3 separate regions of the Mus musculus genome follow, and all the other regions are linked to region 1. Evidence: chromatin contacts called from public HiChIP or PLAC-seq and promoter capture Hi-C data. All regions are on one chromosome and are shown on one strand. The core of a region is the stretch at or near the end of the contact, and the rest is flanking DNA. Distances in the headings are between cores, read along the strand shown. Region 1 holds the start of Sesn2 (sestrin 2). Region 2 overlaps Oprd1 (opioid receptor, delta 1). Region 3 holds the start of Themis2 (thymocyte selection associated family member 2).

The links. HiChIP or PLAC-seq counts read pairs in DNA pulled down with a chosen protein or histone mark. Capture Hi-C pulls out chosen DNA fragments and counts their contacts.
Region 2: a contact with region 1 is called in an H3K27ac HiChIP or PLAC-seq map of differentiating embryonic stem cells, with 2.7 times the contacts expected there. The contact joins the enhancer-like site here to the promoter of Sesn2 in region 1. A contact is called at or near these places in 6 of 115 datasets of contacts at active chromatin or transcription factors (T-cell acute lymphoblastic leukemia, bone marrow-derived macrophages, differentiating embryonic stem cells and 3 more).
Region 3: a promoter capture Hi-C map of liver shows a contact between it and region 1. The contact joins the promoter of Themis2 here to the promoter of Sesn2 in region 1. A contact is called at or near these places in 4 of 115 datasets of contacts at active chromatin or transcription factors (the 230-238 cell line, bone marrow-derived macrophages, embryonic stem cells and 1 more) and 2 of 9 other capture datasets (adipose tissue and liver).

Annotation. Positions count from the first base shown.
Region 1 is chr4:132,509,152-132,511,776 of GRCm38.p6, reverse strand. Sesn2 (sestrin 2) reads left to right here and starts at 1,321. Exons shown (of 10, transcript NM_144907.1): 1 at 1,321-1,713. The coding sequence starts at 1,624.
Region 2 is chr4:132,112,203-132,114,827 of GRCm38.p6, reverse strand. Oprd1 (opioid receptor, delta 1) reads left to right here. Exons shown (of 3, transcript NM_013622.3): 3 at 760-2,625. The coding sequence ends at 1,301. Among named protein-coding and RNA genes, the nearest start is that of n-TAcgc3, 12 kb to the left of the region's middle. Within about 2 kb of position 1,302, at least 19 of the 459 cell types and tissues checked have an H3K27ac peak or open chromatin away from gene starts, as enhancers often do. A contact at or near this core is called in differentiating embryonic stem cells, where this site is marked.
Region 3 is chr4:132,795,072-132,797,696 of GRCm38.p6, reverse strand. Themis2 (thymocyte selection associated family member 2) reads left to right here and starts at 1,333. Exons shown (of 6, transcript NM_001033308.2): 1 at 1,333-1,437. The coding sequence starts at 1,344.

The sequences.
Region 1 (2,625 bases), core at 72-2,571:
GCCAAGGGTATATTATTAGAAGCACGTTGTGCCAGGTGGCATAAGGTAGAAAGAAAAAAAAAAAGTCTAAATGTAGACACTGCCCTCAACAAGTTTATAATAAAAACTTTCAGATAAGACAAATACACAGAATATGACAACACAAGTTACAGTATGGAAAGTATTAAAACACAGAGAGAAAGGTCCAGCCCGAGTTTAGGGCTCTAAGGAGCATGCAGGTGAACTCCCTTCCCTACAGAAGGCATTAGACCAAGTCAGGAGATCACCTTTGGTATCATAAGCCTAAACTCAAGACTATTTCAGGCAGGAACTGAGAGGATTAATCAGCTCCAGCTCTGTCTAGGACTCCTTAACCAGAATAAAGAGAAACTTGAAACGGGAGAGGCCTGAAGAAAAACCGCGAAGGAGATGAGTAGAAGTGAATGGGTGAATCAAGGGTAAAGTGCTGAGATCTGGATGGAAGAGGTGAGTGTAGGGAAGTCATGAGAGTGAATGTCTAGAGAAAAAGAGGGCTAAAAACAGAAACTAGGAGAGCACCCACGTTTAGGGAGTGGATGGAAAAAGAGGAGTCAGAGAGGAGTGGCCAGAGGGAGAAGTGAGAAATAGATCAAGCCAAACACCTAAGTTACAAAGTTTCCATGAGTGCCTGGAGGGTGGAAGGCGGTGTGAAGGCACCCAAGGCAGGACAGAAGAGGGGAAATTGTAGCAATGAGGATTGAGATTAAATTTGAGATTGTCAAGGGTATTTCAGTGAGGGCTTTTCCAGAGACTCCACAAATAAGGTGATTTCCTTGGTTTAGTGTTTCTGAAGGTGCAGATCCCTCAGGGCCTGAGGGGACAGGGTGGTGGCTCTTGGCTTCAAATTTGTGGGTTTTGATCTATAATTAGAAGAACTGGATGTGTGTGGTTAGAACTCTCTGCAGACCTAACCAGTCCCTCCAGGAACTGGAAAGCTGAAGAACTTACTCAGAAGGGATTTCACACCTGGCTGTCTGGCCCAGCCCCGTGAAGTCCCGTTTCATCACGCAGCCCTAATGACTCCTTGGGCTGTCACTCTCATCTGGTATTGCCAGAGACCTGACTAACGCCTTCATGCAAAAGTTTGCAGCATCTGTGCGAGGCCAACTACAGCTCCCAGAGTTCCCAGGCGCTTGTCGATGCTGATTGGACGGAAGGTTGGCTCCGGAGGGAGGTGTCGGCTCCGCCTCCCCGAGAAACAGGCATCTGATTGGCTGCGCCGTGGGACTTTTGTGTCCCCGCCCTCCCCCAGGGACCGCAGCGGGCTGACAGAGCCGGGCGAGCGCTGGCAGTTCCGTGGTGGGGATGGTGAGGAGCGCCGGCTTCCCGAGCAGCGCTGGCCACTGCGGACTTCCGAGGCACTCCGGGCCGTGAAAACCTCTGCGCCGCGGCCAATCTCAGGCCTCCGAGGCCGGCCGCAGTTTTCCAAGCTGGGCTGAAAGGAGTGTCTATCGCCGTAGCGCCGGTTCTCCTAATCCCGAGAGACAGCCCGGGGATCTCGAGCTTCCCCGGCGACCCCTAGTCCCGGCCTCCTGTGCGCGCCCGACCTAGACCCCTCGGGTGTCCCAGGCGCGGACGAGCCGCGGCCGGGTCCTGGCGTACACCATGATCGTAGCGGACTCCGAGTGCCATTCCGAGATCAAGGGCTACCTGCCGTTCACCAGGGGTGGTGTGGCCGGCCCCGAGACCCGAGAGGTAAGCAACAGCCGGGCGAACCCGCTCTCCTCCAGCCACCGCCGAGCTTCGGGCAGACCCGGTCTAAGTCTGGTGCGCTCCCCCCGGGCTTAGGGTCTGAGAGCACGTAAGCTAGGGCTAGGGTTGCATCAACTGCAGCCTCCGCTCTCCCTTCCCCTCCCCACTGCCCTCTCTCTCTTTACCCTCCCCACTACCACCCTGGGAGGGAGGGGGATGCGGAGCCCTCCCTGGCTCCTTCGGACTCCTGGCCAATGAGAGGGGACGCCTTCTCGTGGCTCTTTGGGTTTGTTCTCTGCTAAAGCGAGCGTCTTCAAGTCCAGGCAAATCCCGGCCGGAGAGACCCGACCACTCCTCCTCCCCGCCCCCTTCCGCAGAATCCCTTCCTCTCGGTGGGGGCAGGCGGGCTGGGAGCTCTTTCTAGGATCGGTTTCTGGTCCTGTCGCTCAGCGAAGGGAGTAAACCACCTGGGACTGACCAGGGAAGGTCGATTCCCTTTTTCAGTCCTTACCTGCACCCCCGATCTGGAGACTGGTCCGAGTGCTTTATGGGTCTGGCTGGCGGCCTGATCCTCGGCGGCGGCAGCCTGAGAGAGCTAGGGGAGAAAGCGGATAACCCTTGGTCCCTTGATAGATTGCTTCCTATTAAATTGTTCTGGGGTCCTCAAAGTTTGTTTTGCTGTCTCCTCAGAGCGTAGAGAGACTTCACAGGGAGACAAGGTATAATGCCAGTATAAAGCCCCCGTCTCCCTCCCAGCAGTCTCGATAGTGGACATAGTCTATGTCGTGTATGGAGCACCTACTAGATGCCAGGATATAGGTTTTGTCTGACAAAGACAGCAAATACAAAACGTATTTTAACCCCATTTTACAGAATGAGAAAATTGAGGCCCGAAAGGGACAGAGAGAGGCCTAG
Region 2 (2,625 bases), core at 53-2,552, 400 kb after region 1:
AGACCACACACTTGGGCTGGAGTCAGACTTTCTCCTTCTCCTCTTCTTCCTTCTCGTTCTCCTTCTCCTCCTCTTCCTCCTCCTCTCCTTCCTTCTTCTTTCTTACCTCCTCTTCTCCTTCTCCTCTTCTTCCTCCTCTTCCTCCTCCTTCCTCCCCCTCCTCCTTGCTCCTCCTCCTTCCTCCTCTTCCTCCTTCCTCCCCCTCCTCCTCCTCCTCCTCCCCCTCCTCCTCCTTCTCCTAGCCTAGAAGTTAATGTAGTCAAAGATGACCTTGAACTTCTGCTCCTCCTTGCCTCCATCTCTGGAGTGCTTAGGGTACATGTGCCATCAGGCCCAGGTTTATACAGTACTGAGAATTGAACACAGGGACACTCTATCTGACACTCTGGCGATATTTAAATTATATTGACAGCCCTAGTCCACTGTTTAAATCAATCGATCCACTGGAGCAATTCTAGAAATGGGTGGGGGGTCTGTTGAGTTTACACACAATGACTGCCATTACCGGGTCAGGATAAATTATTACTGCCATTCATGGACATAAAGGCTTACAAAGGACCTGCGAGAGGACACAGAAGGGGACCTCCCAGATGAGGACCAATTCTGGGGTCTTTAAGCATAAGACGGAGTTCACCAAGTAAAGGGACATATTAGACATCAGAATCTCAACCCAGCTAGTCATTTTGAAAGAGGACAAGCAGACAGCGCCCCTTAGCCACACAGACCTCTGATCCCCGTCTTTTGTTTCCCCGGACTCAGATGGTGCAGTGGTATGCATGCTCCAGTTCCCCAGTCCCAGCTGGTACTGGGACACTGTGACCAAGATCTGCGTGTTCCTCTTTGCCTTCGTGGTGCCGATCCTCATCATCACGGTGTGCTATGGCCTCATGCTACTGCGCCTGCGCAGCGTGCGTCTGCTGTCCGGTTCCAAGGAGAAGGACCGCAGCCTGCGGCGCATCACGCGCATGGTGCTGGTGGTGGTGGGCGCCTTCGTGGTGTGCTGGGCGCCCATCCACATCTTCGTCATCGTCTGGACGCTGGTGGACATCAATCGGCGCGACCCACTTGTGGTGGCCGCACTGCACCTGTGCATTGCGCTGGGCTACGCCAACAGCAGCCTCAACCCGGTTCTCTACGCCTTCCTGGACGAGAACTTCAAGCGCTGCTTCCGCCAGCTCTGTCGCACGCCCTGCGGCCGCCAAGAACCCGGCAGTCTCCGTCGTCCCCGCCAGGCCACCACGCGTGAGCGTGTCACTGCCTGCACCCCCTCCGACGGCCCGGGCGGTGGCGCTGCCGCCTGACCTACCCGACCTTCCCCTTAAACGCCCCTCCCAAGTGAAGTGATCCAGAGGCCACACCGAGCTCCCTGGGAGGCTGTGGCCACCACCAGGACAGCTAGAATTGGGCCTGCACAGAGGGGAGGCCTCCTGTGGGGACGGGGCCTGAGGGATCAAAGGCTCCAGGTTGGAACGGTGGGGGTGAGGAAGCAGAGCTGGTGATTCCTAAACTGTATCCATTAGTAAGGCCTCTCCAATGGGACAGAGCCTCCGCCTTGAGATAACATCGGGTTCTGGCCTTTTTGAACACCCAGCTCCAGTCCAAGACCCAAGGATTCCAGCTCCAGGAACCAGGAGGGGCAGTGATGGGGTCGATGATTTGGTTTGGCTGAGAGTCCCAGCATTTGTGTTATGGGGAGGATCTCTCATCTTAGAGAAGATAAGGGGACAGGGCATTCAGGCAAGGCAGCTTGGGGTTTGGTCAGGAGATAAGCGCCCCCTTCCCTTGGGGGGAGGATAAGTGGGGGATGGTCAACGTTGGAGAAGAGTCAAAGTTCTCACCACCTTTCTAACTACTCAGCTAAACTCGTTGAGGCTAGGGCCAACGTGACTTCTCTGTAGAGAGGATACAAGCCGGGCCTGATGGGGCAGGCCTGTGTAATCCCAGTCATAGTGGAGGCTGAGGCTGGAAAATTAAGGACCAACAGCCTGGGCAATTTAGTGTCTCAAAATAAAATGTAAAGAGGGCTGGGAATGTAGCTCAGTGGTAGGGTGTTTGTGTGAGGCTCTGGGATCAATAAGACAAAACAACCAACCAACCAAAAACCTTCCAAACAACAAAACCAACCCTCAAACCAAAAAACTATGTGGGTGTCTCTGAGTCTGGTTTGAAGAGAACCCGCAGCCCTGTATCCCTGTGGGGCTGTGGACAGTGGGCAGAAGCAGAGGCTCCCTGGATCCTGAACAAGGGCCCCAAAAGCAAGTTCTAAAGGGACCCCTGAAACCGAGTAAGCCTTTGTGTCAAGAAGTGGGAGTAGAACCAGAAAGGTGGCTGAGTGATTAAGGGCACGTGACTCTCTTGCAGAGGACATAGGTTCGATTCCCAGCACCCACATAGTGGCTCACAGCCATCTGTAACCCCAGTCGCAGTCAATCTAATGCTTTCCAACAACTGTGGGCACCAGACATGAACATGGTACACATACATACATATATACATACATACAGGTGAAACACTCAGACACATAAAATAAATCTTCTTTTAAAAGTGGTGGCACATGCCTTTAATCCCAGCACCTGGGAGGCAGAGGCCAGCCTGGTCTACATAGTGAGTTCCAGGATGCTCAGG
Region 3 (2,625 bases), core at 84-2,583, 290 kb before region 1:
ACATCTTCATGGTCTGAGGTAGTTAAATGGTACATGCCTGTTATTCCAGAACCTGGCAGGAGGAGGCATCAAGAGCATCAGGAGTCTAAGGAAGCCATTCTCAGCTACACAGTGGATTATGTGAAATCCTGCCTCAAAAACCCAAAACAAGGCAGAGGATGCAGCTCACTTAGTAGAGTGTTTGCTTTGAATCCATGAAGCCCTAGGTTTAGTCCTCAGCATCTAATAAAGTGTGTGTGACCACACTCATTTTAGATGGTGGAAGAAGGAAGATCAGAAGTTCAAGGTCATCTTCAGCTACACAGTAATTTAAGTACAATTTGTGCTAAGGGATACTCTCTCTGTCTGTCTCTGTCTCGGGTCTGTCTCTATGTCTCTGTGTCTGTGTCTGTGTCTCTGTGTCTCTGTGTCTTTGTCTCTCTGTGTCTCTGTCTCTCTCTCTGTCTCTCTCTCTCTCTCACACACACACACACACATACATACACACACACACACACACACACACACACACACACACACACACACACCAGACCTCTGGGTATCAAATTATCAAGTCTTGCCAGGTGTAACTGCACACGCCTTTAATCCCAGCACTCAGGAGGCAGAGGCAGGCGGATTTCTGACTTCGAGGCCAGCCTGGTCTACAAAGTGAGTTCCAGGACAGCCAGGGCTATACAGAGAAACCCTGTCTCAAAAAAAAAAAAAAAAAAAATTATCAAGTCTTGATGTTAGATCTGTTCGATGGAGCCAAGTAAAGAAAGGTGTGGGAATTGTCCTGGTTGTTCTTTGGTCAATTTGACCCAAGTTAGAATTATCTGGGAACCTCTGTTGAGAAATGCCTCCATCAGACTGCTTGTAGGCAAGCCTGTAGTGCATTTTCTCCACTTATGATTGGTGTGGGTGGGCCCAGCCCATAGGGTGTAGGTAGTGCCAACCCTGGGCAGGTGGTCCTGAGTTGTGTAAGAAAGCAAACTGAGCAAACCAGTAAGCTGTGTTTCTTTATGGCTTGTACCAGTCCCAGTCCCTTTATCTCTCTCTATCTGTCCGGAGTTTCTGTTCTGACTAACCTCTGTGATCCCAGAGTTGTAAGATAATAAACCCTTCCCTCCCCAAGTTGCTTTTGGTCATGGTGTTTTATCACATTAGAAACCTTAAGAAAAGATTCAATTTTAGAGATGAAGAGACAGGTCAGGGGAAATAAAGTCCCCATTCAAGAGTTCGGGGCGCTTCAGAGAACCCTGTAGGGCTCCCGACCTGAGGGGCGTGGCCTCGGTGGGCGTGGCTTCCGGACTGTCCTCTGCAAGCTGCCGATCAGTCTGAGCAAATCTAGTCGGAACGCGACCATGGAGCCGGTGCCGCTGCAGGACTTTGTGAGCGGCCTGGACCCCACCTCCCTTCCGCGCGTGCTGCGGGTCTGCTCCGGAGTCTACTTTGAGGGTGAGCGGGCTCTGGGTGGAAGGAGCTAGGTATGATGGGTCATGCCTGTAATGCCAACACTGGGGAGCTGTGGCGGGAGGATGAGTTCGAAGCTAGCCTGTTCTATAAAGTGATTGCAGGTCAGTTTGGGCTACAGAGTTAGACCCTGAGGGATCTGGGGTTGAGTTCAGACGCTGCTGTCCGAAGTTTTATGAATCCGCACCAAAAGGCGCCACCTCCCTGCTCTTCAGCTTTTGTCCCATGGGTGATGAGAAGTCCTGAGTTTAACTCAGGCTTTTTCTCAACTGAGGCTCCTCGGTAATGCTAACAGAAATTGTGTGGCAGCTAGGCAGGAGCGATCTGAACAGCCTAGGAAATCCTGTCTCAAGCAACAAGAACAATTATAACAATAAATGGACAAATAAGTGGGGATAACTCGTCCATCGTTTCAGACAGGCACTAGGGTGCTCACTGTCGTTATTGGGGTTGTTCTGAGAGGACCTTGTTTTGTAGCCCAGGCTGGCCTTAAGTTTGCAGCGATCCGTCTGCCTCTGCCTGAATTTGCCATGCCTGGTTCACTGTTCATTTTTCTTTCTTGCTCCCTCCCTCCGTTCTCTTTTATTATCTTCTTTCCCTTTCTGCAAGGATCCAACCCAGGACCCTGAGCTCTCACCACTAAGATATATTCCAGTTCGTTATTTTAGCACCAGATCAGCCCTCCCGCTGAACTCTCTGCTCCTTGCCTCTGAGTCTCTCTGTTCCTCTGCTGGATTCTCAGATGGAGTGGTCCTCCTACCAGGGGGATCCTTCCCCGCTTTTTGCCTGTACATTTGCTCCTTGCCCATGGCTTTCCGCAACCCATAGCAGAGAAGAGATGGCCATATCAGGACACAGCCACCAGTTACTGGCCAAATAACATGTGACCAGGGACTGACCACTTGGGTAAGGGAGGGAAGAAAAGGGACCGACCGGGCTGCTCTGTGGAGGGCAGAGGCGAGAGTGGAGGGAGATGCTGAGATTCAGGGCTCCTCCCTCAGACAGCAAGCTGTCTCATGGATGCCTGCTTCATTCTACTCCCTGGAGTGAGCGAGCCAGGCTCTGCCACAGCAGCTGCCAGCAAAGTGTTCTGATGGCCAAGCGGGTTATAGACTGACCTAGGAGGATCACACAAGGGCCACCACAGTGAGTCTCTCTGGTCCATCGGAATCT